Linked DNA regions of Mus musculus: all the other regions are linked to region 6. A link is a contact called in public Hi-C, HiChIP or PLAC-seq, Micro-C and promoter capture Hi-C data. All regions are on one chromosome and are shown on one strand. Each heading gives the region's core, a stretch centred on a gene start, on an enhancer-like site or on the middle of the called end of the contact. The rest is flanking DNA. Distances are from core to core; before and after follow the strand shown. Region 1 holds the start of Plaa (phospholipase A2, activating protein). Region 2 overlaps Fggy (FGGY carbohydrate kinase domain containing). Region 3 overlaps Fggy (FGGY carbohydrate kinase domain containing). Region 4 overlaps Fggy (FGGY carbohydrate kinase domain containing). Region 5 holds the start of Hook1 (hook microtubule tethering protein 1). Region 6 overlaps Junos (a long non-coding RNA gene). Region 7 overlaps Fggy (FGGY carbohydrate kinase domain containing).

The links. Promoter capture Hi-C pulls out the DNA fragments that hold promoters and counts their contacts. Hi-C and Micro-C count contacts between places; a contact is called where the count stands out from the background. HiChIP or PLAC-seq counts read pairs in DNA pulled down with a chosen protein or histone mark.
Region 1: a Micro-C map of embryonic stem cells shows a contact between it and region 6, with 4 times the contacts expected there. The contact joins the promoter of Plaa here to the enhancer-like site in region 6. A contact is called at or near these places in 4 of 484 Hi-C or Micro-C datasets (CD4 T cells, embryonic stem cells, erythroblasts and 1 more) and 1 of 115 datasets of contacts at active chromatin or transcription factors (extraembryonic endoderm stem cells).
Region 2: a Hi-C map of bone marrow-derived macrophages shows a contact between it and region 6, with 16 read pairs. The contact joins two enhancer-like sites. A contact is called at or near these places in 3 of 484 Hi-C or Micro-C datasets (bone marrow-derived macrophages, myocytes and uterus) and 4 of 115 datasets of contacts at active chromatin or transcription factors (bone marrow-derived macrophages, embryonic stem cells, large pre-B cells and 1 more).
Region 3: a contact with region 6 is called in a Hi-C map of liver, with 1.8 times the contacts expected there. The contact joins two enhancer-like sites. A contact is called at or near these places in 4 of 484 Hi-C or Micro-C datasets (bone marrow-derived macrophages, liver, nephron progenitors and 1 more), 4 of 115 datasets of contacts at active chromatin or transcription factors (cardiomyocytes, extraembryonic endoderm stem cells, forebrain and 1 more) and 1 of 9 other capture datasets (embryonic stem cells).
Region 4: an H3K27ac HiChIP or PLAC-seq map of embryonic stem cells shows a contact between it and region 6, with 8 times the contacts expected there. The contact joins two enhancer-like sites. A contact is called at or near these places in 8 of 484 Hi-C or Micro-C datasets (adipose-derived mesenchymal stem cells, bone marrow-derived macrophages, cerebral cortex and 4 more) and 7 of 115 datasets of contacts at active chromatin or transcription factors (the NIH/3T3 cell line, bone marrow-derived macrophages, embryonic stem cells and 3 more).
Region 5: a promoter capture Hi-C map of embryonic stem cells shows a contact between it and region 6, with 5 times the contacts expected there. The contact joins the promoter of Hook1 here to the enhancer-like site in region 6. A contact is called at or near these places in 1 of 39 promoter capture datasets (embryonic stem cells), 5 of 484 Hi-C or Micro-C datasets (B cells, CD4 T cells, CD8 T cells and 2 more), 3 of 115 datasets of contacts at active chromatin or transcription factors (embryonic midbrain, embryonic stem cells and large pre-B cells) and 1 of 9 other capture datasets (macrophages).
Region 7: a contact with region 6 is called in a Hi-C map of bone marrow-derived macrophages, with 14 read pairs. The contact joins two enhancer-like sites. A contact is called at or near these places in 1 of 15 datasets of contacts at CTCF or cohesin (pro-B cells), 9 of 484 Hi-C or Micro-C datasets (B cells, the HPC-7 cell line, bone marrow-derived dendritic cells and 6 more), 6 of 115 datasets of contacts at active chromatin or transcription factors (acute myeloid leukemia, bone marrow-derived macrophages, craniofacial prominence and 3 more) and 1 of 9 other capture datasets (embryonic stem cells).

What each region holds. Positions count from the first base shown.
Region 1 is chr4:94,601,922-94,605,636 of GRCm38.p6, forward strand. Plaa (phospholipase A2, activating protein) reads right to left here and starts at 1,326. Exons shown (of 14, transcript NM_172695.2): 1 at 956-1,326. The coding sequence starts at 1,104. It also overlaps a transcript of Ift74 not described here.
Region 2 is chr4:95,776,671-95,780,022 of GRCm38.p6, forward strand. All of the region lies in intron 8 of Fggy (FGGY carbohydrate kinase domain containing), which reads left to right. Among named protein-coding and RNA genes, the nearest start is that of Hook1, 190 kb to the right of the region's middle. Within about 2 kb of position 1,376, at least 31 of the 459 cell types and tissues checked have an H3K27ac peak or open chromatin away from gene starts, as enhancers often do. A contact at or near this core is called in bone marrow-derived macrophages and uterus, where this site is marked.
Region 3 is chr4:95,792,973-95,796,507 of GRCm38.p6, forward strand. All of the region lies in intron 8 of Fggy (FGGY carbohydrate kinase domain containing), which reads left to right. Among named protein-coding and RNA genes, the nearest start is that of Hook1, 170 kb to the right of the region's middle. Within about 2 kb of position 1,764, at least 68 of the 459 cell types and tissues checked have an H3K27ac peak or open chromatin away from gene starts, as enhancers often do. A contact at or near this core is called in extraembryonic endoderm stem cells, liver and uterus, where this site is marked.
Region 4 is chr4:95,923,157-95,926,537 of GRCm38.p6, forward strand. The region is part of intron 15 of Fggy (FGGY carbohydrate kinase domain containing); the gene reads left to right. Among named protein-coding and RNA genes, the nearest start is that of Hook1, 43 kb to the right of the region's middle. Within about 2 kb of position 1,830, at least 21 of the 459 cell types and tissues checked have an H3K27ac peak or open chromatin away from gene starts, as enhancers often do.
Region 5 is chr4:95,965,227-95,968,672 of GRCm38.p6, forward strand. It overlaps Hook1 (hook microtubule tethering protein 1), which reads left to right and starts at 2,153. Exons shown (of 22, transcript NM_030014.2): 1 at 2,153-2,330. The coding sequence starts at 2,268. It overlaps 9530080O11Rik (RIKEN cDNA 9530080O11 gene), which reads right to left and starts at 2,429. Exons shown (of 2, transcript NR_045776.1): 1 at 1,898-2,429.
Region 6 is chr4:95,159,332-95,163,038 of GRCm38.p6, forward strand. It overlaps Junos (a long non-coding RNA gene), which reads left to right. Exons shown (of 5, transcript XR_867920.3): 4 at 1,860-2,124. Among named protein-coding and RNA genes, the nearest start is that of Gm12708, 32 kb to the right of the region's middle. Within about 2 kb of position 2,135, at least 294 of the 459 cell types and tissues checked have an H3K27ac peak or open chromatin away from gene starts, as enhancers often do. A contact at or near this core is called in B cells, CD8 T cells, bone marrow-derived macrophages and 10 more, where this site is marked.
Region 7 is chr4:95,844,035-95,847,540 of GRCm38.p6, forward strand. Fggy (FGGY carbohydrate kinase domain containing) reads left to right here. Exons shown (of 16, transcript NM_001113412.1): 13 at 39-159. Among named protein-coding and RNA genes, the nearest start is that of Hook1, 120 kb to the right of the region's middle. Within about 2 kb of position 2,012, at least 111 of the 459 cell types and tissues checked have an H3K27ac peak or open chromatin away from gene starts, as enhancers often do. A contact at or near this core is called in B cells, bone marrow-derived macrophages, hematopoietic stem and progenitor cells and 3 more, where this site is marked.

The DNA.
Region 1 (3,715 bases), core at 76-2,575, 560 kb before region 6:
GTTCCTACTAATATCTTTCCGGTCTAACTCTATATTCTCACGAGAGAATATAATAAAGTTCTGTAAACAGAGAGCACCTGTCCTCCTGTCAGTGATGTCTTTCTCCCCAGGAAATACATATATATGTATCTCATCATCTAAATTCAATTTACCTTCCCAAAATCACTAGCCTGTTTGCTGTCATAAAATTTTCGACTAATCAGGGCTTTAAACGCAACCTCTGATATTGATTTGGGCTGGATTTTAACTTTTTGGTTATTTTATTTATTTATTTATTTTTGGTGGTGGTGGAGTGTGTGTGGGTGGGTGGGTGGGTGGGTGGGGGGGAATTGAAGGCAGAACTTCAAAGCAATGATAATTTTTCCTCCTCGAAAAAACAGAACATTCCTACACAACGATAACATTTGAGGAGGTTCATCCTCTCCTCCCCAAACAGACTATAACTTGGACAACCAAGAGAGGACACCATGTGTAATTCTCTGTAAAGCAATTACTGAGAATTATAGTCTTCAAAAATTTAAATCTGAGGGATGACTACAGAGCAACTCCTAAGATCGGAGCCCGAGGGGCAAGCCAGAAGTTTTCATCGAGCCGAAACTGGGAGGGCGCAAGCAGCAATAAATACTAAAGACTAAAAGAAACCTAAGGGGTTATCTGCCAAAGCTGAAGGCCCTTAAGGTGTTTTAAGATGCTCGTCCAAGGTCAAGTCGCCCGTTAGTGGTCAAGTTAGGACAGCCAGCCAGGTCCTCCAATCCTATCCATACTCATTCCCCCGAAATCTTGTCGGTTTCACAGACAGCGCCCGAAAAGCCAAAGCTCGGGACTCGGCAGGGAGGCAGGAGCAGCGCGGACACCAGGAAGAGGGAGAGATTCAGGGCAGGGAAGGAGGGTCACTCCTCCCACGTGTCTGCAAGCCTGTGGTCCACCCGCGGGCGGCGGGACTAGCAGCGCTCACCTGTCTGGAGCCCAGAGGCGGGTGGTCCGATCCCGGGACACAGACACAAAGGCTCCCGGCGGGTAGAGGCAGCACACCAGGCCCCTCACGTCCAGTTCGTGGCCCGGGAGCGAGCAGCTCAGCCGGTATCTGGAGGCGCCGCTCGCCATGGCCAGCGTGGATCCGGAGCCCGGCCCCCGGGCACAGCGCGAGACTCGTCCACAGGCCCGAGCCGGCGTGCGCCAGGCTGCGGCCCGAGACCCGCCTGCAGGAGAGGGGCGCCGGAGACCGGAAGAGCCAGTCAGCCGGTGCGGAAGGACCGCGGGGGAAGGGGCGCGCCGAGCCGCCTGAGTGACACAGCAACCCTAACACACACGCCGGAATTCATCATCCGCCGCGGCCCGCGGTGACGCAGAGTGTGTGCGTCGGGCTGCTGAGCATCACGGACCGGGCCCTCTATCCTTCTGCGCCCTGGATCGCCGGCCGAAGAAGGGACGGTGAGATCAGGAAATTCTGCGTAGGCGCCGGAGGTCTGGGTCCGGTCGGAACCCGGTCCATTTCAGAGAACAACCGAAAATCTGTAGTAGTTGGAGGAGGGTAAATCGGAACTACAAATCCCACAATGCCGAGCGTCCCGAGTGACTCGCCGGCGCGCTGAATCCGGATGTTTTAAATCTAGGTGCTCGTTTGACTACTCTGAGTAGTAGAGCAAAATTGCTTGTTTGCCTTACGCCACGATTTGTTTGCCCATTTTCTGCTTGATTCTGGAGAGTCTCCCAAGATTTTCATCAGTTAATTGTTTTTTTTTTCATTTAAGATGACTGAATCTGAAGCCAAAGTGGGAACTTTTAATGAACTTGCCTTCACCTCAAGCTACCCCCTATAATACCAGATTTTGCAGAATGATCGGGTGCCCATTCTCCCCTAACGTGACCACTGTTTGCCCGAGGTTTGGCGCAGAAGGTCTAAGGTGAAGCAGAAAATGCCTTTAATTATTTAAAAGGTCTTACGGTAGCTCGGGCTAGCCTAAAACTCGTGGTTCCTTGCTCCAGTCTCTGAACTCTGAAATTACAGGTGAGAATATATATTTTTAGCCAAACCCCGATGGTGTAGGTAGGAGTCTCACTACATTGCATTGAGATTGTCAGTCTACATTGTAGTAAAGTTAGCTTTCCGTATTGTAGCACGGCATCCATCACACCACAAACCTTTGTTAAGTTGCCAAATCCAATTTGTGTGTTTTTCTTCACTCTTCTTAAAACTTTCATTCTAGGCTTGAAATCACTATTCCTCTGTGTGTGTGTGTGTTTCTCTTGACTTTAGCTCTGAAATGTATTATTCCACTTTGTTCGGTAACCCCAATAGCTTTTCGTTATTTATTTTTTTATGTCGATTTATTTCATGAATGTAGGTATACTGTCGCTGCCTTCAGACACACCAGAAAGTGGCATCGGGTGCCCATTCCAGATGGTTGTGAACCACCATGTGGTTTCTGGAAATTGAATTCAGGACCTCTGGAAGAGCAGCCAGTGCTCTTAACCACTGAGTAATCTCTCCAGCCCCAACAGCTTTTCGTTCTTGAGAATACACTGTTGTATAAGGCCTTCCCCATTTCCCTAATTTATTTTGCTAAGGTCTTTTCCCTTAGGTGTGTGTCTGCCTCAGCCATATTGAATTTGCCATCTTTCTCTGAACATACCATGTTTGAAGTTGTTGTTTCTAGATTCCTAAAACAAACAAAAACTAGTGCTATGAGAGGCTGATGCAGGAGGATCATGAGAATGAAGCATAGCCTATCTAATGAGGTCTAGGTCATTCTGGCTACAGGAAGAATTCCTATCTTAAGAAAACACACCACCCACCCACCCCCACACACAAACAGACCATACACCACAAATGTCTCACCCGAATTAACATACCACACACCCATTTACATACATCACACACACCACACACATATACACATACCCCTCAACAAGCACACACACATACACACACAATTAGTCTGTAATCTTTTCTCCATCTGTCACAGTTCAATACTGTATATCTTCTGGACCCTCCTAGTTCCTCTTTAGACTAATACAGTTTTATTATTGCCTCTTTAGTGTTCATGGTGTCGTGACATATTTGTATAGCAATCATTTCTGCAAGATTAAATTTTCTTAGGACATTTCACTCTTTTTTCAATGTTTTTATAGTTGCTGTTGCTTTGTTTTTGTTTTCCTTTTAGTTTTTATTATGTTTAGTCTCTTTGTGTGTATATTTGTACGTGAGTGTGTGTGTTTGTGCATGCACCAGGATATACATACAGAGAGGCCAAAGGACAAACTTACAAAAAGAGGTTCTCTTTTTCTACTACATCATTCCTGAGGTTATAACTCATGTCCTCAGGCTTGGTGGGGTGGCAAGCAGCTTTACCCACTCAGACATCTCAACAACCCAGGTAAGTTTTATTAAACAGTCTCACATTGGCCTTGGCTATGAGAGCAGTTGATTGGGACACATTGTCAGCTATCCAGTGGCCCATGGGCATATGTTGGTCACACATGATAGATGCTGATATACCTCATGTCTGTAGGTGTGTTGAGCTTTTATCATTCTAGAAGTAGAACCAAGGGTTCACATGAACATGGTAAGCATACACTACTACGCTGTATTTCCAACCCTCTTCATGTCTAAAGGGAAAAGAAATTTGGAGTTACGGAAAATATTAAGTGGCTGTAAGCAGTTTTTGTAAAAAGTAAGTTTGAAAAGCATACAATGCTGGGACAAACTTTGGCT
Region 2 (3,352 bases), core at 126-2,625, 620 kb after region 6:
TGGGGTTCCCATAAAGTACTAAATAGATTACATTTCCCTGTGTAATATATGATGGAAGTGACATCATAGAGACTTTTTTATATATTCTTTGAAAGATACTCTTCTTCTTGATGAATATCTTATGAATGTCCCTGGGACCAGTTTGAGCTGTGGGGCATGCTCTTAAAAGTCTGCCAGACCCTGAGAGGAACCACACAACCATAGAGAGAAAGCAGACCCCGTGAGCAAAGCCCCAGTGATGGACAGAGGACTTGTTCTTGGTGGCTGTTTAGTTTTTCTTGTTTATGGGGTTTCTTCTTAGAAAGAAATAAAATAAGAATGAAAAAAAGAATTTTTTTTTCTCAATGCTTTTCAGTGTAGGAAGTATTTAAGGAATTCAGTGCCCAGAGGCAGTACAACAGTAAGAACAGGTGATGTTTTCTTTTCTTTTATTCCTTTCTTCTTTCACAAAGGAACTGAGGGCTTTACTCCATGTACCACGGCTAATAAGCGAAAGGGTAACAGCTTGGGTGCCCATCTACACAACCCCTAAGCTGTTTTCATGGCATCCTCTGTTGCTCCATCATTGTTAGCTCAGATTTCAAGGGTTCTATAGCTGATCAGAGTCTGGTTTGCTACAGGAAGGACTCCAGGTTACATGTCATTAGTTGTTTCCCTCTCTATGTTTTCCATTGAGCCGTAAGCCAGTGCAGCTCAGCTAATAGGCACATATCAGACCTGAGAAACTCCAGCCCCAACCATGAGGGCTGATTTAGTAAGGTCTTATGGAAAGCAGTAGATAAGTATCTCTCACTTCATTTTACTTTATTTCATTTATTTACTTATTAGTGCCAGGCTAATACCCAGGGCTTTGTGTATGGTAAGCATGTGCTCTGCTAGGGAGCCATGCCATGAGCCACAGGGTCTATAATTGTAGTGTCTACAAAGGCTGTAATGGGGGATTCAAAAATGCCTGCAACAAATGTCATAAGAGGACAACCGAATCTTTCCACAACTATTTTTCTCCGTCCCTAGCAAAGGATATTTTATATAAACGAGAGCCTAAATGTATGATAAATGGTTCTAAGAGTGAAGTAAATGAATAAATATTAATAAAATACGAATAGCATCAAGCTGAAGAGCCCGTCCCTGGTTGGTGTTGGGCACACTACAGGAATCTCTCAAATCACTATCCTTTCGAAGATGTCCTTTGGAAGGCTTAGGTCCAGCTGTTCTGAGGAGCCATGACAGAGGATCTGGTAAAATCTGCTAGCAATTAGAGACTGTGGAATTTTTATGTTCTCTTGAATAGTGAGAGAGACTGTTTGTATCGCTCTAAAGACAAACCCAGAAACCAAAGTGCAGATGCACCAGGGCACAACAGGAAACCACAAAAGCCTAAGATCTTTCCATGTAAATAAGAAGCTGGCCTTTACTTTTGAATCCACAGTGCAGAGTGGAGCACAGTTGTTAATCCAGCTTTTGCACAGCTCTGCTTTGAGCTTGAGCACAGTTAAACCATGCCACAGGATAAAAAGCACTTAAAAATGCTTGTTTTGATCAGCAAGCTTCATTTGTGTTAGTGAACAGTTTGGGGACACAGGTGCAGTGTGGACTCAGAACCATTAATTGGTCTCCCTTGTTCTTTTTGCAGTGATATTTGAAACCCTACTTCCCTCCACAAAGTTATATTAATCCATATAAATGCACGGGACATTTCCTGTTGACAAGCCTCTCTCACATGTCCCATCCTGGGGCCTCTGGTCCAGGTGCAAAGTGGAGAAACAGTGGTAACAATTCCCATACCTTCTTGTGTTGTTACCTCGATCTACATTTGATCAGTCCTATTACACTGGGAAGTAAGTAATACCGTACAACTGATCATAAAGTTTTTGTAGATAAGGAAAATGTGGTAGAACAAAAACCCATAGGTTTTGTTATTAGGTTGGCAGACCTATGTTCAATATAGAGTGCCTTAGCTCCAAAGTACCTTCCTTGTTCAACACCGACTGCAAGCCAGGCATGGGGCATAACGAAGAGTAGAAGTAGCCCTTGAGTCAGTTATAGTCCAGAGGAAGAGATGGGGAGGAAGCGTAAATTGCATAATCATGTCAAAGTACATTTAAGTATGCATATGCTCAACACTCTACCAATTTCATTCCTAGATAAAATCTTGGGGAAACTCCCGCACTGTGAAACAATATACACAGAGCCTTTTTAATACATCATATATCATACTATCCCCTGTTTGGATTTCCATTAGTAGAACATATTGCTAAACTATCATATTCATATGCTGACTTACATGTTTAATGAATAGACTGCATCTACATATAGTGGATAAGTGCAACAATTATAAAGTAACACAAAGAAGAAATGAGAGAAGTAGGCACAAAAATATTGCATCCATGGAAATTCTAAAAGAAGTAAAAACAAATGATGAAACTTAGGAATTTGGGCTGAACCTAGGAAGACAAAAGGATAATTGCCACAGATCTTAAAACCTTAGTGAATTCTATTTGTTGAAGGTTTTGGCTGTGTAGAACATAACTGCTTTCAGAAGTGGTCTAGAGGAACTGCCATTTGTTGATGAAGGACACATAAGCACTTAGTATTTTTTAAGATGTTCTGTAATTTTTAATCTCCTCTTCTAAGAGTGATATGTGTGCTGGAACCACCATGAAAGGACCCACCATATGGCATACAGTGGTATACCTTGTTTGGGGTACTATGGAGAAGGCTTTAATAAGGAAGGGGTGCTTCAATTGGTGGACTGAATAACTGACTAAGCATAGTTCAGTCGTGATGGGGAAGAGTGTGTATTTGGCACTAGCCAGCAATGGAGAGAAAAAAAGAGTGCAACAGTAGATGTCTAGAATATTGATAGCATTGGCGTAGGGCTGGAGGGAAGGCTGAAATGAGCAAGCTGGAGAAGCAGTGGAAGAGAATGAACTGGGACTGTGAGCATCCTGTTAAGGCTTGCGATCAGCCTTTAATCATAGTGGATGATGGCTGGGTTTACCACACATGTAAGTAGCTGCAGTTTGCTGCACATATTGAAAAGAGATACCTGAGTGGATGCTAGGAGGGCAAGTAAGGGATATTAGCAGTTGGGATGAGAGAATGTCAAGGTTGTTCATCTGAGGTTGTGGTAAGAGGCACTTGAAAGATGTTTATATCCTATCAGTAGTGCTTAGGGGCAGCAAAATCAATATGGCTAGAGAACAGATGTAGTAGAGCTTACTTGGGCAGAGAGCAGATGCAATAGAGGTCACTGGGGTAGAGAGCAGATGCAGTAGAGGTCACTTGGGTAGAGAGCAGATGCAGTAGAGGCCACTTGGTTAGAGAGCAGATGCAGTAGAGGTCACTGGGA
Region 3 (3,535 bases), core at 514-3,013, 630 kb after region 6:
TATGTGGGTGTTGTTATGAGCATTGGAGGAAAGGTACAAGCCAAGTAGAGAAGAGAGTCTCAGATCCTCCTAGCTGGACTGATGGGTGGGTTTGAGCCACTCCATCTGTGTTCTAGGAACTAAACTGGGGTCCTTCAAAGGAGAAGGAATTGTTCCTAAGCTCTGAGCCATCTCCAAAGTTTTTGAGCCAAATCTCAGGAGGATATATAACTTTTTTTTTTGTCTGAGGGGAAATTATGAAGAAGCAGAGATGAAAAAGAAAATGGCTCACTTTGGGGAATTTCAATTTTTCAATAAATCTAGGGCTTAGTCTGTGAAAGACTTGATAGGGAGGAGAATCAGGAAACAATAATCTTGTGATTAAGTCAAACAAATAAGGAAAAGCCAAATTAGAGAGTATGTCATCTGTCAGGGATCAATATTAATAATAATACAATTGAGTTTTTGTTTTAGAAAGGTCATTTGCTGGACATACAGAATTTGGCCTGAGTAGGGGTAGAGAGGATGGAGGAGAGGAGGAAAATAACTGAGAAAGGGAAATCAGTTTACTTGCTGATGAAATAGTACAAGCAAGACATGGGAGATAATACTAAGGCAGCAGCAATGGGGAACAGACTGTGCTTGTGGACAGAAGAACAGGATGACCTGCTGTGGGCAGATGAAAAGTGAATAAGTTAAGACTGGAATCTAGAGAAAGACCAAGAATAAGAAGAGCCCTAAAGGGTAGCAGATTCTCTTTTAGATGTATCATCTGGATATGCAAGTCACATTAGTGAGAGACTCAGGAGTGGGGTCTGAGTCTGAGGTAAACATGTGGCACTCTACGACACACACATTGTCCCTGCACTCGCTGGAGTAGATGAGCCCAGGGAGAGGGAGGTAATAAAAGGTGTAGGAGAGATCACAGGGAGGGGGAAGGGTTTCCTAAGGAGACAGACTAATAACGGGCCTGCGGCCATGTGAGAACTCTAAGCTTCCCACTATCTCAAGAAGGGGTAGAATTAAACCACCTGCTGCTTCACAGTTTGTTTAGGAGCCTAGTGTATCACAGTGTCTTTGTCCACACTGTGCCGTGCCATGCAGATCTTGGACTTTGTTCTGGTTGATGATTAGTCGCATTTATGGGTCAGGAAACTAAGCCTCAGAGAGACACAGAATCACATGGTCAGCCAATGGCCTAGGCAGAATTGTCTAGAATAGTTTGTCTACTTCCCAAGCCCCTGCTCACATTGCTCTGTCATGCTCACTGCCTTGAAGATAGCAACTACTTTTATCTTAACTGGTTCCTGGGAGAGACAGGCACACTGGTAGCTCATTATAGTGTTCAGCCGAGCAAGGCAAACCAAGAGGTAAAAAACCAAGAGCCTCCCTCTGTTCATAAACATTTCTCCAGGCTCTTATTCTCTCTCTCTCTCTCTCTCTCTCTCTCTCTCTCTCTCTCTCTCTCTCTCTCTCTCTCTCTCTCTCTCTCTCTCGTGTGTGTGTGTGTGTGTGTGTGTGTGTGTGTGTGTGTGTGTGTGTGTGTGTTTTAAGTAGTCATCAGGGAGTTGGCAGAAATAGATGTATAAGTGTTTTTTCCCCCCTCTGGTAAGACAATATCCTAGTCCATTTGGAAGAAGAGATGACCATGGAAATACCCAGTCCCACACAGGTCTGCTGCCACTCTCCAAACATCCGAACCTGGAAGCAGACAGTCCAAGCAAAGCCTCCTGTTCCCTCCCAGGACTGTTGGCATCTGGAGCCTGCCTCCTGTCCTGCCAGGGGTTTAGGCCAAACCAGCCTCAGGGTGAAGGGCTGGGAAAGGACAGAGGGAGCTGCAGTACCTCCCCGCTCTCAGCCAGTCACCTCTCCCCGAAAGAGTTGTGAGCAAGCATCTGGACTTTGTCATTCAGGGAATCCAGCCCATAGGCGCCTAGCCCTACATGAAACTGGGCCTGTGGCATCCTTGCTTCCAGCTAGCTTGAGAAGACATGACCAGAGGCAGGAACACTTGGAATGTGACTTTTGACCCCAGCCTGTTATTTCTGATCGTCGTAGGAGTCTGCACATGTGCCTTGGGCATCTCGGGTTGTAATTATGTTCAGTATGTTTGATTTGACATACACACAGGGAAATTGAGGGTAGATAAACATGTATACTCACAAGTATACCCCATGCTCAGCCCATCCTGAACCCTCAGCTCCCGCTGGATTTTAAGTTTATTGAGGATAGAGACTTGGATATACATAACTTTGAAGCCCATCTCTCCCAATCTTTTCAGGTTTTAAACTGTAGTCTGAACTCAGTATGTATCTGAAGTCTTACCCAGCTAATGTCTGAGATTATAGATTGTAGCTATTAAATACAGCCTATAGTTAACAGGTTTTTTTGAAAAAAAAAATTCCAATAGTCTTAGCAGCAAATTAGTTGGGTGACAGAATAAGTAGGTACTTGGAGACACCCCAAGAGACAAACTGACACAATCCCATAAACTCCAGGCCACGTGAGAGCACAGCCTATTGAAATATCTCACTGGAGTGTTCTACTGGACCAGCTGGGATGCAGTGAGTCAACTCTTTGGAATCTTAGAAAACCTCAGAGAGAATAGTGTCTCTGCTCCAGTCATCTTATAGCTGGGAGAATGGTGTTGAGAGAGGGAAATAGGTGGGGCGTTTCTTACAAGCACACAAAAGTGACTTCTCTTCTAGCTCTTTGACCTGCTCAGCTTAGATTTAATTTATATGCTTAGTTATATCGATAGAGTCATGCCTCTTTCCGACTCTCATAAATGTTGTGTGATAACGTAGTATGCAATCAAAGGTTTAGTTGGCATTTTGTAAGTTAATATAGAGTACACATGATCAAAGCATTTGTCAAATGTCTAAGTTCAATGGTAACACTGATACTAAGATTAATACCCTTGTGCCTATACCGAGGTTGTGCCAGACGATATTGCCAGTCTTCTAAGCAAAATAAATAAATAAACACCCCGCCCCCAAACCTAGCTATATCATTAAGTAAATACCAACTGATAACCTCTGGATTTTGCTGTTGTGTTGTAGTTCTCTGAGTTCATTTGATCCTGGTTTTGGACACATGCCCTAATAACAAGGCTTTCCAGTCTAGCCTTTGAAAATATGCTGTTTTGCTCTAATCTCCTTTTCAGTATTGTTACTAACAATACTGACTAAAAAAGGAGCCTCTTCGTGGTGGTCTTTCATGTTGTCCCCTGCTGTTCCACCCTACAGGCCTCAGTTCAAGGAGAACTAACATTGACTTGGGTTTTGAACAAAGATAAGCTATGTCTTTAACAAACTTTAATATTTACCAGTGTCCTCCGTTCTTGTAGACATTAATATTAGCCCTTCCACTTTGAAATCAAGGAGACCAAGGGTCAGAAAGTTGAGGAGGAAAATTTGTCTAAATTGTTGCAGCATAAGGAATATAATCAAGATAAGTCTTTTTCCTGACCTGAGCTCTCTCTTCTATTAACAACTATATCAAGGTAATTTCAGTAAAATTCTTCTGGAAATTAAGATTATCTAACTTAGCCCAG
Region 4 (3,381 bases), core at 580-3,079, 760 kb after region 6:
CATTACTTCATTGCTACTTCATAGCTGTAATTTTGCTACTGTTATGAATATTACAATTCATTACAGTAAATATTTGGGGAGATGGTTTGCCAAAGGGGTTGCAACCCACCAGTTGGGAATCACTGACTTAGAGGTTGAAGGAATTCCTCCCAATATGAGAACTTTGGTTTATCAAGATCCAAAGCTTAGCTGGTCAGAGCTGGAGTCACATACAAACTTCCAAATTCTCAGACTAATATTTTCATCCTGAATCATAGGAAGAAATCTGTTTTTCTCTATGCTAAAGTATGGGAATCTTTTATGTTCACATCAAAGGACCAGCTGGCATTCTCCTACCCTTTATATATTTCTTGGCACTGAAGGCTAGAAAATCCCCCATGTTTAAATGCCAAGTCAACAAAAATATTTATTTATTTATTTATCTATTGAGTGCTTGCTATATTTAAAGCATGAACTGAGCTCTGGGAAGGATGCAGAGAGCGATGAGGCACTACTAGATTTATACAGAGAGATGATTTTAAGTTAACATGAATAAATTCTTCCATAGAAATGCCAGCAGGCAACAACATAACCGGAAGAAGGAATAACTGGGACCATGCATGGAGAAAGGAAAATTTTAGAGGAAGACCATGTCTCCGCTGACTTTAAATGTTTAAAAGTCATTTCCAAACAGGCCAAAGTAGAGAAGAACATTCTTGGTAGAGGAAATAATCTATGCAAAGGGTCAGCTTTTATACTGAGATCACTACAATCAGAACACAAGGTGAGATGAGGAAGTGAGGCAGGCAGAAGTCAGCCCATGAAGCCCCTGGAGCCATGCCAAAGACCCCTGGGGTCAGAGTTTTAAGCAGTGATGAGACCTGATCAAATGGACAGTTTGAAAGTTTAGTCATACAGAATTGGTTCGTGAGAGCTAAGGCTAGAAGTCAGGAGGCTCTATCGAAGGCTTTTGGAGCAGCCCACATTAGCAATCAGGGTCACTATGAAATCACTGAAGATGAAGGAGCAAGTCCCGGAGGAAAGCACTTGGTGTTAAAACTTAAAGTCTTACCATGTCACTTTCCTTATATGTCTCAAAGGTCCATTATTTGAGAACTTGAAATGCTTACTAAAATGACAGTCTAGACTCATTTTATTGTCTCCAAATGGAATCAGGCTATTAAAGACCCTGCATGTGAAGCCCTCTCTGACTGCCTAGCTCAGAGGAGCAGCATGGGTATAGGAAACTCAACCCAGCAACAGAGATGCCCCTCCCAGTGAATGGAGAAGCTGTGGAGGGTGTCCACTAGAGGGTGCCTGAACTATGCCGTTTGTTTGAAAGGAGAAGCAGTTTATTCCCCTTCATCTCTTTTGTGACCTTCTCAAGACTTTTCAGGGAAGTGTTTTTAAGTTCATTCTCAGAAAAAAAAAAAATCCATGTGCTTTCTCCCCCACCCCCCTGCCAGGGGTAATTATTATTTTTTAATTTAAATTATAGATTTTTATTAGATATTTTCTCCATTTACATTTCAAATGCTATTCCTAAAGTCCCCTATACCCTCCCCTGCCCTGCTCCCCTACTCACCCACTCCCACTTCTTGGCCCTGGAGTTCCCCTATACTGAGGCACATAAAGTTTGCAAGACCAAGGGGCCTCTCTTCCCAATGATGGCCGACTAGGCCATCTTCTGCTACATATGCCGCTAGAGACACGAGCTCCGGGGTACTGGTTAGTTCATATTGTTGTCCCACTTATAGGGTTGCAGATCCCTTCAGCTCATGCTTTCTTTGAAGACTGTGGTGTCTTGATGGCAGCTGGCAGGGTTTCCATGAAGCAAATGCACAGTGCTGTGCCGCCATCTGCAGGCAGCACAAAGATTGCAACTAGAAAGCCAGACCCCATTTCCTCTTCCTGTCTCTTGGCTTCAAATCTCATTAACTTTATATTTTCTTGGTCCCGAGCCACAGACAATCAATTGTTTGAGAGGAGGGGAATTTAGGAGATAACTCAGCTGGCTGGCTGTATGTGAATTTAATGTCTAATAAAGTAACTGTAGTTCAGTAAGCAAATTGTTACAATGATTCCAATTATTCAACCTGGAAAGGGTGAATCGTGGGTTCCTGTTGAGTGAAAAAAGACATTTGCAAGAAGACAAATGGTATTCCAATGAATGGAGTTTCAGTAGAATTGTTACCTTAAAATCCTTGCTGTGTGAGAGAGGCTGCTGAGCAAAGCCCCCTTTAAGAGTTTTGCGATAACAAAGTTAGAAACCCATCTCACCCCACAGAAGAATTGCACCGCCTTGTATTGTCATAGAATATCATTAGAAGCAGAAAATATTTCTAAAAGCCATTCTCTGACTGAGAATTGAATTCTTTGGAGCGGGGTTTAGCAGCATCTCACAATCGTAGATTGAGTATAATAGTAGAATATGGATTATTTCAAAGCAATAACTCATACTTACATTATTTATTTGAATCAGTCATTGTTCTCATTCATTTCACATATTGCTTAATCCTCACAACATTTCTGCAGTATATCCTGTAACTATCTCGATTTGCAGGTGAGGAAATTTATGCATAGATGGGTTTTGTAGGCATGGGTTGTGTAATTCAAGTCCTGGCCTCAAATCCCCTTCTCAGCCATGGTTTGGCCCCATCACAGTTCCGACATCACTCTTCTAGAATGCTTAAGGTTGAAATATGGAACAAGCACAAATTTCTGTGCACTCCCAGATTTTCTCATACTCTTATTCCCCATCCCAATTCACAATGGTTAACATCCCTTATAAGGGTCATTGTCAGAACATTCCAGAGTCTACCAAATAATGTTGAATTGGATTCATCCACCCCATTAAAGAGAGTAAAGACAGAGTTTTAAAAGTTATGATGCTCCGTACTATTGCTATCCTTGTGGCATGGTGATGCCTAAGCAGACCCAGTCTTACAGCCAAGAGTGGTTCTAACAGGTCTCACCTAAAGAGTCTGATGGAGAAGGCTGGTTAGCAGGGTCACTACCAGACACTGAGGGTAGAGCCAGGTGCAGGGAGATGTTGGTCTCGTTTCTACAGAGTTTACCCTAGATAAACCGTTGGATAAGCCAAACACCTGGATAAGGCTGTCTGCCAAAGTCACTGATATGTGGAAATCACAAAGGGGATTAAAGTGCTCATTCTTAAATCTGGCCAAGGTGCTGTTTTCACCTGTGGCTAGTCACGCCAGACAGATGTATTTAAGCTTGGGATCAGAAGGGGTCTGTGCTAAGCCTGAGCCATTCAGTACATGCAGGGGAGGCTCAGAAGCCACTGCTTTCTAAGCACGAATCCCACCTCAGCTACACTTCAGGCTATTCCACTTTGGATGCACCTTGCTGATAAAACACCTACATGTCAAGCATGCATCT
Region 5 (3,446 bases), core at 903-3,402, 810 kb after region 6:
CAGAAAGATAAAAACATATAGGACATAATAATTTCACATATAAACATAATAGCTTAATATGTATATATTAAATATATACATAATTATATGGTTGTGGTCTTATGGTTGATTCTCTTATATCTAAAATTATATTTAATATAAATTAGTTATAATAATTTATTCATGAGATCTTTTCTCTATTACTAAATATTCTCCATTGTTATTTTAATTAAATATGGTTCTTTAATAATAGTCTTGCTTACTAGACTAGTAATTAACTATTACTTGTCATTGATTAACGTTGAACATATAATTGATCAATCAATACTTGTAATTGATTTGCAATATGTTACTTCAGTAATTTCTGTGACTGAATTTGTGATGATTTCACAAATGGAAGTATAGAATTATTCCAAAAATGGAATTATGGGTTTAGATAATATGGTTAATGTAAAGTTCTTTGGAGTTGGAGAGATGGCTCAAAGTTAAGGGGACTGCTATTCTTACAAAGGACCAGAGTTCTGTTCCTAGTCCCTAAAGTAGGCTACACAAAACTGCCTGTAAGTCCAGCTCCAAAGGATTTGATGCCCTCTTCTGGCCTTCAAGGGAACCTGCACACATGTTGCAGACACACAGGAATAAAAATAAAAATGTATCTTTAAATTTTCCCAATAAATATGCCAAACTTCCCTTGAATTTTTGCTTTAGATTTATATTCATTTCACACTTGTCAGAATTAGTCTTTTTTTTTTTTTTTTTGCTGTTTTTCAGTAATGTGATTTTCTAACTTTTCAAATTGGAAAGAATTGAAATTTTAGTAGGTCACTTATCTGTGGGTCTCAGTGATAAACGTGCTTTAAAGAGTGTGTGGTTATAGTAATTCACATTGCAAAGTTTACAATTCCCAACTTACATTATTTTCATAATATGTGCTTATATTTTAGCCAGAGATATCTTTAGAAATGTAGAGGCTGTGGTCTCTACCCGTAACATTGAGAGCAACGCGGGTGGTGGTGGGGGGGGGGGAGGGCGGGGGTTGGGAGAGAGTCACAATACCGACTCTTCAATTCTTTAGGCCTATAGTTTTCATGAAGTTTCATTAGTATTTATTGTGTCTAGAATACACTTTAGCAAAATTGTGAGGTTGCGTCGAAAATGCCCTCACTGTATTTTTAAAATGAAACTGATTTATAACAGGGGGTTTATAATTTATTGTCCAACAGTTTTGCTCAACGTTTAAATATAAAAATCACAGAGAGTTAAGCGAACCAGCTGCCTCTTAATACAGAGTATGAATTGATGGATTAATGAATGAGTGAAGTGGTGAGAACCAAGAGTTAGAATAATATTGTAGCCCCTTCCAATAATGACACAATTTATCATGTTGGATTGCCACTTTCCAGATTTTATGGACCATGCCACCAACATCCTCAGTGGACACATCATTATTATTATTTTTTAACATAGAAACGAGCAGGTAGGGTACACAGATACAGCCTATGCTTTTTGAACACTATTTAATTTTGCTATCTAAAAACGGCCTTCCCCTTTGCCCCATTTAAAATGAAATCAGCCACAACCTGTGATTCTGTGAGGGCTTCTTTGACTTAGGCAGCATGGAGGTCTGTTTTTTCCTTAGGAAACACGTTTCTTGGTCACGTGGTTCCTCTTGCTTTGGGGGTTTCAATTCCTGAGCACTGTGGTGGGGAATGAGAAGAGGCTGGAGGCTGAGAGTGGGTCTGTACTAGTGCTAACCAGGAGAAATGGAAGGTTGGCCTCTGAGCCCTCCACTACCTTTGGCCACTCTAGCTCGCGCAGGCGCGCTCTCCTTCCTACCCCCAGCCCCGCCCTCATTGCACCTGCCAGGTCATAAACCTCCGCCCACCCACACCCGCTTCGCCTGGCGGTCCGGGCTTACCCCTCCTTGATTGGCCAAGAGTCTCTGGAGCGCGTCCAATCAGCAGCCCTCCTGTGCGACCTATTCCCGCTCCTCCCGCCCTGCCGGCCTCGCTGGTGCCCAGCTTCTTTGTGACTGGTGCTCGCAGAGGTCACTCAGCGTGCGGTGTGCGATCGGCGGGCGGGGCCGGCTCAGGTGCCGGGACGCGGGACAGACGCGGTGGGCGAGGGGGCGGTCGCGCCGCGACGTCTGCGCCGTGAGGCTTCGCGCGTGAGTGGCGCGGGCGCCAGGCCTGGCCGCCGAGCTCCAGTGGCGGGCGCGGAGGTCGTTGACGCGGGCCCGGTCGGAGGCGCGTCCGTCGCTGTGAGCGCGGCGTCGAGGTTCTCGGACCATGGAGGACCCGCAGCCGCTGCCACAGTCCGAGCTGCCGCTGTGTGACAGCCTCATCATCTGGGTGAGTGTAGTTCCACGCTTGCCAGCGAGGCCACCTGCGGGGCGAGCGGAGCACGGAGCCTCCGGCTGCCACGTACACCTCCTCCGCAACCCTTCCGTCCCAGCCTCTGAGAGCTCCGCCTCGCACAGGTGACCAGGAGGCGCTGGCAGCCTCGGTTCCCAGATTGCTGTCCTTTTGGGCCCACACAGCACCCATGGCGGTGTAGACACAGCTGAGAGAGATGGCCAAATTACCTTTGATGTGGGAGCTCTTTTTCATTTTTTCCCCCTCTTCCTCCCCTTCCCATCTTAATACCTTTCTTTTTTTAAAGTAAAAAAGAATTGGCTTTTTTTGTTTACGCTTGATCCATGTGCAGGATTTTTTTAGCGCAGATTGCCTCAGTCCTCATTTTTTCCCAGTATTCCGGTGAGCCAAATGGTTTCTAACCTGTTGGAATTTCCTAGATATGACAGAACTGCCGTCCAGGTGTGATTTCTAGGCCTTTATTGTGCTAGGATAGTGTTTGATGCCCTACAGTTGGGTGTTGATAGCGCTGATGGCTCAACTCAGTTGTATAATTGTGAAGAGAGTCTGATTGGAATGTAAGTAGACTGGATCAGGAGGATTACATCCTCCAAGAGATTGACTGGCCATCTTCTAATACTAGCAAATCCAAAGGACAAATAGGGAAGATCTCTATGAGTGTTTGAAATTTGTAGTCACTTTTGCACTTTAGACTTTGATAACATGTTTTAAGTAGAATGTAGTTAGGATCTCAGGGTTAAAGCGTTTAGCTCACTGTAGACCTGCATGTTTATTTAAATTACTATTTAGGTTTAGATATTGTATTTAAGATTGTTAGGAAAGAAGGCAGTATTACTTTAATGATCCCATTTGTTTAAAAACAAATGTCTAATCATAGGGTGTATTCAGGTCTGCAATTTTGTGCTCTGATCATCTGACTGAGATGGTAAACTGGGTTCTTTATGATGTCACTGACTTCCCTATGAGGTCACATGGAGTTCAAGAGTTTCTTAAACTATACTGCAATATTTCCAAGTGCTATGACCATATCCTTTCTTAAAGCAGTATTTTGACTTCCTACTTTGTGCTGGCCTCACAGGAATTAGTTTAACT
Region 6 (3,707 bases), core at 885-3,384:
CGAATTTCACAGTCCTGGGAGGATTACTTCACCTATCATCCATCCATCAGCACCAATCCACCTACCCACTCACCCATCCACCCACCCTCTTACCCACCCACTCACCCCCTCACCCATCCACCCACCCCCTCACCCATCCACCCACCCTCTTACCCACCCACTCACCCCCTCACCCATCCACCCACCCCCTCACCCATCCACCCACTCATTCACCCTCCACCCACCCACTCACCCATTCACCCACCCACTCACCCATCCACCCACCCCCTCACCCATCCACCCACCCCCTCACCCATCCACCCACCCCCTCACCCATCCACCCACCCCCTCACCCATCCACCCACCCACTCACCCATCCACCCACTCACTCAAGAGAGTGTCAAGAGCTCACCCTGCTCTGGGGACTGCCTGGTTTCTTAGAGATGGGGCAAATTGTAGATAGTCCCCACTCTTTAAGAACTTGTAGTCGAATAAAGAAGGAAAACACACCACATTAGACAACCTAATTGGAGCATGAAGGGTCCTCTAAGGTACTATGAAAGAGATGGGAACATAGAAGACAAAGCATCCAATTACCTTGCCAATAAAGCAAGGGAGGTTCCAGAAAGGAGGTGACATTGGACTATAAATACACACTCTCCCAGAAGAGAAAGGGGGAGGAAGGTTTCTCTAGGCAGAGAGCACCAAAGCACTGCTGCGCACACACCGAATCCCTGCCACCTGCTTAAAGCACCGTCTCTAATGCCTAGAATTCTGTGGACTAGGTATTATCCATAACACTTCACAGAATAGGAGCATAGGCACACAGAGGTTAAGTACTTGGCCCGTGGTTAGAGGTCTGCTAAGACAGGCCTTGAAGTCAACTCTTGAAACCTGGTTTCAAAGGTCATCCTCTTAGACACTCACTCACTGAGAACTGAGTGGGGGCCATCTGTTAGGAGTTTCTTGTGAGGAGGGACACATAAACAGGAAGCAAGCCATGGGCTCTTCCTGTAGGCTTTCTCCACGCAGCCTTATGCTGCTAATCTCAGGAACTTGGACTTGCTAGATCCATAACAGAATTAATACTCTCTCTATCTCTTTCTCTCTCTCCCCCCTCTCTCTCTAGCTCATGTACAGAGGCAAGATTCTCTCTCTACTTATGAGGCCACAGAAGAGAAAGACACCTTTATTTACTTTTGACTGAAAACATTATCTGTCTACTGTAGACACACCTGTATCTTTGGTTAGTTGGATGTCAGTATCTGAGTTGTTCGATTTCTGTGTCCAACAGTTTGGGTAATGCATGAGGACATAGCCTTTGTTCGTCTCCTTTGCCACCCCCTGAGTGCCCAGCATAGCACTTGGCCACAACTGGTACTTAGACATTTCCAGTGAATATTTACTGAAAATGTGTTGAGTGACTTCTGGGTTTTGATTAATTATTTAGGAAGCAAATTGTGGGTTTATTTGCTTTGCTAGTAAGAGGACGTAGCTGAAGGAACTCTGAAGGTGAAAGAGACCTTTGTCTTAAGTCAGTGGTTTACAAAGTGCTTTTCTAAGTTTGCCTTCTGGATTCTAATTCAGCTACTGTCCCGCTCAAGCTTTCTGAGGTCATCACATCAGTGTTGGGAGACAGCAAGTTTGAGTCCCTATCCATTCTCATCCTTTACACCCTCTCGGATCGCCTGATCTCCTTCAGTCTGTGCCTAAACACTGTGAAGGAAGAAAGTTCATAAACTCATAGGGCACACTGTCCCCCTATCGGATGGGCAAGGACAGTACCACTGTCAACATGTCCTGAGCGCTTCTTGGGTACTAGGTTCGGTCCCTGTCGCCAAACATAATGACCAGACATTATTTTCTTTCTCCTCTCCTAGCTCTAAGACTCACGCCCTACTCTCCTGCCCTCCACTGCTCGCCCCGGGCTCTCCGGCCGCCACCGCCTGCCCCGCCCGCGCTTCGCCACCCCAGCCTCCCGCACCAGACGCCGGCTGCTCCTGCGCTCCCACGCCCGCGCACCTCGCTCTCCCAGCCCCGCGCTCCCACACCCGGCGCGGAGGAGGCGGGCGCCCGGGGCGAGGGCAGGGCGGCCACGTCAGCGGCGCCGGCTCGCTCCGCCCTCCGCGGGCCTCCCCATAGAAGGTAAAGCCTGGGCAGAGCCCGCGGGCGTCCTCAGGCTGGCAGCTCGGGCTGCTGGTTTCAGTTTCTGAAGAGCTAGGCCTTGAGCAAACACTGGCTGGCGGGAGGAGGGTGTTGGACGCCTTCCCAACAGATAATGTGATTCCCTGCCGCTGGGAGCCACCCACGGTGGGAAGGGGCAGCGCAGGGACCTGCGCAGGACAGCCACGGTCCTGGGCGGCTGGGGGAGCCTGAGCTCGGACCCTTCTTCCTCATCTGTAAGGCTGCCCCTCTCTCCGTGGACACTTAAAATGTTTGCTTTCTTTCTGAGAAAGAAACAGAGGGAGATCGCCAAGACCAACATGAACTCCAAACTCAGGGCATTCCTCACTCTACTCTGACCTTTTTGTAGATGCACTTTTTTTTTTCTTCTCAAAGGCCAGACCTATCCCTACCCAGCGGGTGACCTGTGTACATTTCCTAACTTCTCTGTCTCATTATCCTCACCCATAAAATGGGAGTAATGATACTTATCTTTAGATACGCTCCGAGGGTTAGATTAGCTATAGATTATACATATTAAGCACTTAGTGCCTTCAATCAGCAGTAATTAACATTATTATTAATTGTATTGTTATGGCGTATGACTAATCATGAGATAGATTCTTAGTGCTTCTGGGAGCATAAGTAAAAATATGCTCATTTAAAAAATTTTATTGAGGGAGGGAGTTTTATGAGGTGAATATAAAGAGTAGCACTGAGTCAGGATATAGTCGTGCATGTGTCTCATTTCATAAAGAAACTTGGAAAGCCGGCATTATGTCCACTGTACAGGTGAGGACTCTGAAGCTTCCAGAAGTCACTGGCTCATCTCAGACTCTGGGTCAGTATCTAATTTTTCTCTCTTTCTTTGAGACTTGTCCTTATATAGCCTAGAATAGTCTCTAACTCACCAAGTAGCTGGGGATAGCCTTGAACTCCTTAAAAAAAAAAAACAAAAAAACCAAATATTTCGTTTCCTCTTTCTCCCCCTCCTGCTCCTCCCCCACTTCGTGCGTGCGTGCTTGTGTGTGTGTGTGTTTGCCCAAGGAGTTCAAAAGACAGGAACTGGAATTAGAGGCTGTTAGGTGCTGCCCTATGCTGGTTGCTGGGAGGAGAGCATAGGTCCTCTGGGAGATCAGCAAGAGCTCTAATCTGCTGAGTCATCTCCCCAACTCCCAGACTTGAACTCGTGATCTTCCTGCCTCGTTAGCCTAAGTGTCACACACCTAGCTCTCTCTCCTCCAGTGACCACACCCCACCCCAGCAGGGTCACACCTGTTTGCCTCAGCAAAGGTACCTCCTTTCCTTTGCATAGCCTCCCATCCTCCCCGCATAGCCTCCCATCCTCCCTTTCGCCAAGCTCTTCAACCTGGAGAAAACCTAGTCAAGTCTGGATGCCAGAAGAAGGCCACTGTCTGCTCCAGGAGACTTTCTGATCCACCCCCACCACCTCCACCCCTCTTCTGCTGCCTGCAGCCCAGGCTGTACAGACTTGTTGTCACCACCATGTCTCTGTTTGTACTGTGCCTCCTCTCAGTAGGCCTCCACAGCTGACCGGTGCTGTC
Region 7 (3,506 bases), core at 762-3,261, 680 kb after region 6:
CTGCCACCCTAATGTTTTCTTCTGCTTTCTCCTTTAAGTTTGGGACTCGCTTCATCATTGAAACAATGGAGGCAGCAGGGCACTCTCTCAGTACCCTCTTCTTATGTGGAGGCCTAAGCAAGAATCCGCTTTTTGTGCAAATGCATGCTGACATTACTGGTAAGCCTCAGGGCAGGGATATAGGGCTGGTGGAAAACCTTGGGTTGTCAGCAGAGGTGAAAGGTAAAGGCAGGCTGAGGATAGGGAACCATTGTGGTGACTCAAGTTATCGAGGTAATGGTGCAATCTGTGTCTTCATGATGGAAAAAAGCACTCTCAGATATGTGCAGTTACTAAACAAGACACCAAAGTTGGCAAGGACAGATCTTAATTCAAGGAGCATTTACCCATCTTTTTTGAGTACCAAGCATTATGTGGGGAATATTGAAGACAAACAAATGAATAAAACATGACCTGAGCTCCATGAAGCTCATGGACTCCCCAGAAAGGCAGAAAGGAAACAGACATAATAAATACACTGTGAGAAGAGCCCTGAGTGGGAAGAGCATAATGTGCACTTTGCTCAGTTTTGGATCTTGTAGCACAGGGTAAGTGATCAGGCTATCTGAAGAAGGAACCTAGGTCCAAAATGCTGTGGACAAGATCTAGCATGGGCCTGTAATTCCAAGGGCACCCAAATGCTGAGATTCCATCTCAGTGCCCAAGGGGTTCTGGTCGTAAAGTCATGCGTTTAGCATCTTTGTGATGGGCATAGGGAGTAGGGGACAGTGGCAAACTGGCATCTGGGAAGAGTCCAGAGCTCCAGGAAAAGCTCTCTGGGAGGACACCTTGCAGGGGTATAAATAAACCCTGACCTAGCTTCAAGTCTCCCTGTGCTAGTACCTTCAACATTCTAGTATCTTCTCCCCAAGTGTCTCCTGGAGACTGTTGCGCCCTCCTGTACCCATTGCTCGGTACCCAGACACCAGGTATAAGCACAGGATAAGGCTCCCCTTGTGGTGGTAGTTGGCGGGGGGCATAGATGTCTGTCATGAGCCCACCTTACCCTGGGCTCCATTCCGTATGAACCCACCCATTGTGTTTCTTCCATAGCGAGTAGGTTGGTGTCTGAGCTCAGACTGACTCATGAGATCATTCCTGCTCCAGGCCATGCAGATACGGGGCCTTTATCCAAGTGATAGGCTCATTCCCTGCATATAAGGTACTAAATAAGGAACTAACTAGAATACCTATTCATATCTTACAGAGAAGTAGACCAAGGCACAATTTGGGGGCTCACCTAGAAAAGCATGTTGTGTTAAAGATCGATTAGGATGTGGGGAAGCATGGACTTTGCCCCCCTCAGCCAAGTGCCTAGTCTGTTGGTAGGAATCATACTGCAATCATTAATTCTCCCTAACTGCTGAAATTAGAAAGTAGACTGCATTGTAGTCAAACAAAGAAGGAAGAAGGACAGGAGAGGTACATTCAATTGGCTTCCCTAAATCAGGCAGCCACATAATATTGGGATTGGGATTGGGCCATTGAGCCAGGTTTCTGGACCTTTCCTTTATTGCTCTCCGATGATGCCAGCCCTGTTCCAAGGTTTGTAAACCTGCAGAAGTGGACCACAAAGAGTGGAGTAGACAGAAATGAAAGTAAGATCAGCTGGATGGCTCAGCTAAGACACAGGCCTGAAGTCTGCTCTGTGATTCCCCACTTCTTAGCTTTTAGTTACCCAAAGCCACATCCCACCTGGATGGAAGCAGGTTAAAAGCCAGCTTCAGTACAGGGAATGGGGAAAAGAGGACCCTTGAGCAGGGTAGCCAGAGGTGACCTGGGAACAGCCTGGGCAGGCACGACAGCTCAGGGTTTTGTGAAAATGGGCCATCCTCTAGTCATGTGTCCCTGAGCGTCAAAAAAGCCAGGGAATGCCACTTTGCTGCAAGCTCTGCATTGGGAACTGTTGTTCTCTGGGCTGCTGAATGGAAGGCTGTTAGTGGCTGTTTGGGTTCAGGCAGAAATTGGACCCTTTGTCTCTAACTACTGGCTAGTTACAGTTGTGGACAAAGAGACCTTTTCTTGGCCTGAAATTCCTCTACTCATGACTGACAAAGGATGGCACAGTGCATCTGCCTTCAAATGCTTTGGCTTCTGCTAAACTCATTAATGCATCCGATAAAATAGCTGACATTCCAGGCAAAGCCTCCCTCTTCCTGCCTTTACCCAGGGCTCAGAGAAAGGAATGCACTTGAGTCTGTTCTGTAAAGAAGCCTGGGGAAAGGTGAGGCCCTGGTACCTTTAAGCACTACAATTGCGCTGCTTTCCCTGTCCAGAACAATGTAGAGCAAAACACAGCATAGTATGAAATCCTCAGACATCCGCATGAAAAATTGCAGAGCCGAGTAGTGGAAAGATCAGCAGGCCAGCTGTCTGACGTAGAGGAAGTCACTTTACTTGTGAGAGCCTGGGGTCCCTCTTCTGAAAAAAACCACAACGTTGTTGTCTACCTCATGTAGACCACTCTGGGGAATTGAGTTCTAGGTTCTTGGAGCTCATAGGGAGTGATCCTAGCCTGTTGCTTCACTTCCTCCCTCCAGGCAGCCCTATGCCCCAAAAGGAGAAGGCATGGTGGAGAAAAAGAGTTTAAGATTTTATAAGCAATTTTGGCCAGGTTAGGAAAAGCAGGCTTTATTAAGGCAGGAAATATGGGCTGTACCACCTTGGGAAATGACTTGGGCACCAGAGGCACTTCCTGTACCCTGGCCATGGACTTAACTGTGATTTCCAAAAACAGTCTGCATGCGTGTACCAAGTAACTGTAACCGTCCTGCAGACTTGGGACTAAATGTTCAGTCTTGTAAATTGTGCTTTTTTAGGGCTGGCAGTTTCTCTAGGGTTTCCTTCTTCCTGTCTCACTATTCTGACTTTTAGTTCTTTACCCCCCAACACCCCTCCTCCCGCCAACACTCACAAGCACCCCCTGGGTACACAGGCTGTCAAGTACTTGGCTTGAGGATACAAAGAACAAGATGTCTCCAAGAAGTCCATTACCAAACAGCAAAGTTTCCATTGTCTTCTGACCAGTGTGCAGAAGAATATAATAGAGACCCGGAGATCAGAGGTGACAGGCCAGGCAGGAAAGGTAAGCTTACTTAAACTTGGCCAACTTGAATAAAGGGTTTATTTACAGAGGTAAGGAAAACCTAGGCAGCCAGGAAGACCCCCATAGCTGCTAACCTATTTCTATTCCCTAGGCTTAGGGATGAGGAACTGGAGGGACCCAGCCCAAGATAGGAGCTTAGTTCAGTTTTAACCAGAGGGCACTTTGCAAATGAGAAAACAGAGGTAAGAAATGGTTAAACAACCTGTCTAATATTGCACAGCTGTGTCAGCAAGGAAGCCAGAATTCAAACTCTGGCAAGCCAATTCAAGAGTGAGAGCTAATGAGGAGCTACTAGGGGGTTCCCCTGGCCTCTACTGTCTAAGGGAGCAGCCTAGGACTCATTCCTTCCTACTCAGAAATT